Regions from separate parts of the Gossypium arboreum genome. Here region 1 is linked to region 2. A link is a contact called in public Hi-C data. All regions are on one chromosome and are shown on one strand. The core of a region is the stretch at or near the end of the contact, and the rest is flanking DNA. Distances in the headings are between cores, read along the strand shown. Region 1 overlaps LOC108472811. Region 2 holds the start of LOC108471716.

Region 1 (4,210 bases), core at 902-3,401, 36 kb after region 2:
AACAAATTAACATAATTTAAATAATAGTGCAAAAGGCTAATAATCAATATAAAACAATAATACATGAAATAACATGAAAAATAAAGCGACACATAGTACACAAAACAATTTGGAAATAATTTGAAAACTATTAAATATATGAAAACTTACAAAATGAATCAACACATGATTGGATTTGAAAGGATGCACATATATAAAATAAAACTAAGAATACGTGAATGAATATGAAAATAAATGTTGTGAAAGAAGTAATTTGGAGCTAATAACATGCAAGAATATTTTAAAAACAAAACCTATATACTTTAAGGTGTTAATATACATACAATAATAAAAATCAATAAAACAATATATAATAAAGATATAATACCATAACAAAGGATAAACGATCTGCATGAAAGATGAACAAACTAATATACAATAAAGCTATATATACATGAAAGAATCTTAACTAACAAAGAAATAATAATGTATGTTTTTTTTTAAAGAATAAATTATATACATAATAAATTTGAAAGGAAATACAAGTAGAAATTATATAAAATATCATGGAATTAAAATATAAATTATAAGATTAAATTAACTTTATCATAAGCTATATACGTAATATATTTTAACAAACATAATTATGTATACAAATAGATTTCTTTTTAAAATATATATATATATATATATATATATATATATATATTTTAAAATAACATGATCAAATATATGCACCAAGTATGTGAATTGTTAGGATTTCGACCCGATTAAGCAACGAACAAGAAAATAGCAGAATAAATTGAGAAATTGAACACACAAATTTAACGTGGAAAAACCCCTCCAAAGAGGATAAAAAACTATGGGCAAAGATAATTTTACTATAATGGCAAAAGAACGAAGAGTACAAAAGATGGAGATAAAAACTAAACCCCGAAAACCCGAAAATAAAGAATCCACAAAACGTAAACACAAAATTCTCTAAATGTGTTATGTGTTCTAATCTCTAATGGGTGTTTTTTCTAAGGTTGTAAAAAAGCCTATTTATAGGCTAAGTTCATAAGTCAAATAATAGTAAAATAATCTAAACTAATCAGTGTTTGATTAAAACAAGTAAACAGAGTTTAACTGAAAGACTATTTTTTAAATTTGACTGAAAATAGGAGTCATATTTAACATGAATAATAATTGTTTAAATGATACATAAAATATGTGGGTTTTCCTTCAAATAACAAAATATAGGGATAAGTTTAAAAGAAATCACATGTATAAAATAACAAAAATTAATAATATACATGGCACTCTATCATGAATCATATATATATATACAAAAAACATTAAGAAAAATATTATACAAAATGTTAAAGTGATATGATATGAAAATTTTACAATAATGATTTTAAAAACAAAGTAAAATTATTAAAGTAGCTAGAAATATAAAAATAAATAATCGAGAATTAAAATGTATGTTAAGCGGATTTTAAAATAATAATGAATTAAACAAAATAAAAACTCAATAAAAATATATAAAAGATTTAAACTAAATATTATACAAAATGTCAAAATAATATGATATATAAAAAGAACTTCAAAATAATTACACAAATAAAAACAAAGCAAAATTATTAAAAAGCTCAACACATGAATAAAAATATTAAATGAATTTTAAAACAATGAATTATACAAATAGAAAACTCAATTAAAATAGAATTTAAATAGAAGAGATAATTTACAAAATAAAAAGAACTATTGAAATAGAAATAATGACTAAAGCGTAATCTACACGAATATTCAGGGATCAAAACTGAAAATATTCCAGGACCTGAAACACTGTGTTTAGGTACGGACTGAATTGCAAAGACACGCAAATTCTAGGAAAAATTTGAAATAAAATAAAATGTAAATACAGATCAATTAAAAACCTGCACAAAGGCGAAGGACCAGTTGCGCAATTTAACCATTCGAAGTGCAAAAGTGTGGATCCATACAACACCGTTTCAAATTCACCACAAAATCAAGCTAAAAAATACCTAAAGTCAAACACTCAACAAAATCAAAAGAAAGGAAAAAACAAAACCCATCCTTCTTCATTCGGCTAAACCAGAGGCATTATTAAATCTCCCCTTCGCCTCCATATCTTTGAATCAGATCCCCGAATCCTCATCAAAGCTTCAATTTCAGTGAAGCAAACAAAGATTCAAAGGCTCCTTCAACAACAGATAAGTCTCCCTTTCCCCTTATAGATTCATTTTTTCATGCAATAGATAAAAAATGATGAAAATAGAAATGAAAATCAAGGAAGAACAAGATTTAAAATCACCTTAAAACTAATTTCAAATTGATTTTTCTTTCAATATCCATGTGTATTTTTGTGGGAAAAAAAATGATCCCCATTACATCATTTTTTCTGGCTTTTTATAGCCAAATGAAGAAAAAAAAATATTAATCATATTAAAAAATACAAGCAATTTTCCCTTAGATCTCCTTGCTGTCAATCTGTTGTGGGTTGTTATTTTGTTGCAGGCACGAACAGAGCCAGCTAGATGATGGCGTACGTGGCAACGGCGAAGGAGGCGCACGTGGGGCTGGCACGGAGGCAGCATCAGTGCTGAAGGCTGTTAAAAGTGGCTGAAGTGCAAAGGATGATGCTAAGGTCTTCTAGAAATTTTAGATTTTGGGCCAATTTGTGTTTGGGTTTATTTTATGGACTGCAAACAATTTAATTTTATTTAGTTTATTTATTTGTTGTAAATAATTTCAAAGGCCTGGGGTCTTCTACACTTATTATATATTATTCTAATGTTCTACATATATTGTCATGTTTACATTATTATTATTTATCCATGTATATAGTATGTCTAAATAAGTAAAATGTATATCGTTTTAAGCGTTACGTTCGTTTTTCGTATGATACAAAAAAATGGAAATTTTTAAACTGAGGCAAATGTTCATTATTTTGAAATTAGAAAAGTCATGTCTCTAAATTACGGAATATGATTTTCTTCTTAAATCGAGATAATCGAATATTTATTTTAAAATAAATAATAAAAAAGGATTTTAGCGTTTGTTCTCATTTTCGAGGATTTAAAGTGTTCTGTCCTAACTAATGGGACATGATTTTTTCTTCTCGATTAACTTCAAAGTTCGTTTCTGCACGATGCATAAAAAAGGATTTTTTTTAATCGAAGCAATATTCATTATTTTTTGAATTAAAAAGAGTTGTATTCCTAACTTACGGAATATGCCTTCTTTCTAAAACCGAGATAGTCGAATATCTACTTAAAAAAGAAATTTTAGCGTCTGCTCTCATTTTCGAGGATTTAAGGCGCTGTGTCCTAACTTACAGGACATGACCATTTCTTCTCGATTAACTTGAAATAAGCCCCTTTTCGTGAAAACTAATTTAGTTAAGTAACGTCTTAATAAGGGATTGTATTTTAAATTCTCTTCAAATTTTCAATTTTCGACACTAAAGACATCAAATAATCAATTCTATGCCAATTTTGAGCGTAACGAGAGTGCTAATCCTTCCTCCTGCGTAACCGACTCCCGAACTCATTTTCTGAATTTTTGTAGACAAAAAAAATATTGTTTTAGTTAATCAAACCTTTTGCTAAAACTATCGAATTAAAAGGCGATCCGATCACACCTCATTAAAAAAAAATTAATGGCAACTCCCATTTTTTGTTTTTTAAAATAAGTCTACTTCAAAAAAAGAGGTTTGACAACCACCTCTCTTACCTATCCCAATTCCAACCCCCCTTCTTTTCATACTTCCCCTATGCAGCAGAAAAAACCTTATAATTTAATCTCCAAATAGGTTTAATTCGATTTCTCAAAGCGAATGTTTAATTCTTTCACAATTTGGTAAGCTCCAAACCTTGAAATGATTCTACATTTTAATGTTCAGCTTGATCTCGATCATATGGTCTCATAAAAATAGGTGTATTATTCATAAATGAAAGTGTAAATTTTGCAGCCTTTGCAGTAAACTTGTATGCAAAGTCATTGATGAAAAAGTGCAAGTACTAATCCGTTAAGCCAATATAAAGGTTGCAAAGGTGAGCATTAACCCATTTAAACCAACATAAAATTTTCTAAATTGATGACTACCTTTTCTATGAACAACTGCTGAATGGTGGCATTAAGGTCGCCTTCCCAACGCTCTACATCTTCACCTTTAGTATTCTGTACTCCAAGCAGCATTGGTGTACTTAACTGTTCTTTGTGA
Region 2 (3,887 bases), core at 634-3,133:
CCATTGACTCTCCATTTGGCCAATCTGTTACAATATCCTCATCCTCCTCTGTTAAAGCAAGCACTTGATTGTCCTTTGAAGCGATTGATTTGGCCACAATATAAGTAAGATCATGCACATCAAAGGACACCTCATTGATACTTTTACTATCAACCAACAAACAAGATTCTTTAAGGGTACTAAGCATTTTTAACAGTCTATCTCGTGCTGCTTTCATGGTGTTGACTCCCTTAATTAGACCCAAACCAAAAGCATATCTCAACAAGTCTTCAATCCCAACGACACGACGCAGTAAACTGCAAAGCAGGAAAATCTGCTTGAGGTCTTCACTCGATAAATGATTGATACTCAACTCAATAGCCGAATGGACCTCAGCAGATATATCGTCCGAGCTTTTTTCTAAGTAAGGCCTCTGTAATTGTTGTAAAGCATCCCTCCAAACAAATAAAGGTTTCTTTCGCAACGCCCTTGCAACAGTTGCAAGGGCAAGCGGTAATCTTGCACATTTCTTGGCTACCTCAATTGCTGTAGATCGCAGCTCCTCATCACTTTCAACACCGTCCCCGGCCATCTTCTTAAAGAACTCCCAAGCTTCTTCGTCATCTAAATCACCAATTGCAAAGGTCTTTGTAGCATCCATCCCATTGATTAGAACATTTTGATATCTTGAGGTCAACAGTATTTTGCATCCTTTGTGTTGACTTCCAAATGGAATTCCGACTTCCGCTAGATCCAGTTTCTTCCAAAGATCATCCAAAATAATAAGAACATTTTTCTCCTTCCTTAAACTTTCATACAATCTACGGGCTCTTACAACCGGACTGTTTTCATCAAGCTTCAAATCCAATGAGTACGCCATTTGGTCTTGGATTTCCTTAATGTCAGGATTTCGAGATACAGTTGTCCTAACTACTGAATCGAATAACTTAACCTCATGGAGTTGTCTCTCAACTTCTTTGACCAGCCATGTTTTGCCCACACCAGCCATCCCGTACACTCCAATCATGCTTGTTGTTGCATCTTTCAGTGACTCCATGATACCATTGAAAACCTCCTCTCTTGATTTAAAGGCCTCAAAGTCTGTACGGACTATGGGTTCAGGAACATCAGGGTATCCCACGCGTTCAAACTGGCAATCTTTGATAAGCTCATCAAAAGTGGCAGCAGCTTCTTCTGCTTTCCTGCTAAGCTGGTAGCGAGACTTGATGTTGGGACACAAGCCAAAGAAGCACTTGGTCTTTGCTTTGACTTCAAGATCCTTCACTTTCTTCTCCTGTTCAGTGACAACCTTCTCCACTCTGTGGCGCCAATCCACGACATCGGCTTTAATCTTCTCCCCGTTCCTTTCTGCAACATCAACATCTTGCTGCACACTAGTTCTTTTTGCAATCAACGTCCTGTGTTTCTGCTCGAACTTGTCAACAATTTTCTGGTAGAAGATTACATATCTAATATGACGTTTAACTTGGTGGAAGATACCTTTCGCAGTCTCGGAAGAGACATTGGCAGCAGCACCAGTACCAATAGCTTCCATTTTTTTTTTTTTTGCTTTGGGGTTACAGATGACTGTCAGACAGAGTAAAAAAAGAAAATAGTAAAAGGAAAGAAGCAAGCAAGAAGAAATCAAAAATGAAGTGAAGAAGCCGTTAGCCGATATGAAATAGAAATTCAGTAAGGCGTGGAATTGGATATGGACTGTTGTCTTCGACTCCGTTAGACTTTAGATTAGAAATCAAAGAACCAGCAAAAGAAAACACAGAATGAATGTGGATGGTTGCGGGTACCTTCAGTGGAAATTAAGCACATACAGTTTGACTAGATCAAATTACGACATTTCAATTTTTTTTTTAAGGTAAATCACTCAAGTTATTTCATTATTACTAAAGTTATTGAAATATTTTATTTTTATTACCCATGATGGATAAGTAATGTAATATGTTAATTAATTTAGTTCCTAAACTATAATTAAAATATTAATTTAGTTCCTAAACTATAATTAAAATATTAATTTGATACTTTTAATTTTTTAATAATAATTCTAAAAATTTTAAAGGGTAAATTATTCAGATAGTCATCCAAATTTTGATGCATTCCTATTTTAGTTACTTTTTTTGTTAATTTAGTTTATTTCATTAGGTTATTTATCATTTTAGTCATTCCACCATTAAAATGTCTTAGTTATTGAATGAAATACTAACGTGGTAGTCTTTTTTATTAATATAATAACAAATTTAGTCATTAACACTTTGTATATTTTGTCAAGTTGGCCCTAATTTTAGAAAAAATCAACAAATTTAACCTCAATATTTGCACATTTTGTTAATTTAGTCCAAATTCAAAAATTCAAAAATTTTAAAAACTTGAAATATATATAATTTATTATAAAAGGACATAAAATATAAAATATTTAAAATATATATAAAATTACATAAAGTATTAATTGCTATATGGTCCTAATTCTAAAAGCTCAACAAATTTAACTTTTAATGTTTGCACATTTTGTCAATTTAGTCCAAATTCTAAAATTTATAAATAAAACATTAGAAAAAATAATTAATCAAAACCTAAAATCAAAATAAGTAAAGTTTTCTTAGTTATAATTCAAAATCATTATTAAAAAAAAAACTCACAAAATGCTCCTATTTTTTATATATGCCACCACACAACATAACGATTAAAAAAATTACAAGAAAAAAAAATCAATTTTTGTCCTCTTGCTAAAATTTTTGGTCAACCAAACAAAAGAGATAGACTTTGTAAAACAACATTCATCCCTTCGTCTCCTTTCTCATTCATCTTCAAGCTTCCCATTGTTTTTATACTCTCGCGCAAACCTCACAATCTAAATACCATACTAAATCGATACCCAATTATACTAGATCCAAACTACATCATCACTTCATCATTAAGCACTCACCATTAAACTCACACCCAAAGTTAATTTCTTTCTTATTTTACAGACATACCCAAACTCTGTTTCACAATTTCTTTTAATGAGGAAAAATCAATCAATAAAGCATCACTTATCCTTAAGCATTTGAATCCCTCAAAGCCCTACACTTTGCCTCCGAGATGGAGCTAGAGATGCTTCTATAAATAAAGGCTATTTTATTTGAATCCATCAACCAACTATTTGATTATAGCGCTAGTAGAATTTAGTAGTGATTGATTCAAAAAGTTATTTAAAGGACTCGCTTAGCTTGGTGGGATTTAAAGAAAAAATATTTATTCAAAAATTCAAGAGAAAATGAGAATTAAATTTTGTTGAATCCTAATAATTTTGTTAAAATTCAAAAATATTTATTTGAATCCTCCACCAAATTCATATTTAAGTATTTATGTAATTTTATCTATATTGTTAGTAATTTATATTTTTTGTCATTTTATAATAAATTTTATATTTTTTAAATTTTAAAACTATAATTTTTTGAATTTAGACTAAATTGACAAAATGTGCAAATTTGAGAGTTAAATTTGTTAAATTTTTAAAATTACAAACAGACAGAATGTGTAAAGTGTTAATGGCTAAATTTATTTTTATACCAATCAAAAGACGGTCATGTCAACATTTTGTTTAGTAACTAATGCATTTTAATAGAGTGACTAAAAATGACAATTAATCTAACGAGGTGACTAAATTACCAAAAAAAATTTGGTAACCAAAATAGAGACGCGCTAAAACTTGGATGACTATCCAAGTAGTTTATCCTTTAATTTTTTAGTTATTATTAAAAAATTAAAAGCTCAAATTGATATTTTAACTATAATTCATGAACTAAATTGGTTATTAACCCTTTAAATTAATGTGTCACGTCACTTTCTTAACGGAAGTTAACAGATGAGTGACAAAAATATAACATTTCGATAACTTTAATGATAATTATGTA

The links. Hi-C and Micro-C count contacts between places; a contact is called where the count stands out from the background.
Region 1: a contact with region 2 is called in a Hi-C map of leaf, with 3 times the contacts expected there. The contact joins the enhancer-like site here to the promoter of LOC108471716 in region 2. A contact is called at or near these places in 2 of 5 Hi-C or Micro-C datasets (both in leaf).

What each region holds. Positions count from the first base shown.
Region 1 is chr11:119,716,105-119,720,314 of ASM2569848v2, forward strand. It overlaps LOC108472811, which reads right to left. Exons shown (of 9, transcript XM_053021511.1): 9 at 3,928-4,210. Among protein-coding and RNA genes, the nearest start is that of LOC108472811, 11 kb to the right of the region's middle. Within about 2 kb of position 2,152, at least 2 of the 2 cell types and tissues checked have an H3K27ac peak or open chromatin away from gene starts, as enhancers often do. A contact at or near this core is called in leaf, where this site is marked.
Region 2 is chr11:119,680,518-119,684,404 of ASM2569848v2, forward strand. LOC108471716 reads right to left here and starts at 1,884. Exons shown (of 17, transcript XM_053021363.1): 1 at 1-1,884. The coding sequence starts at 1,534.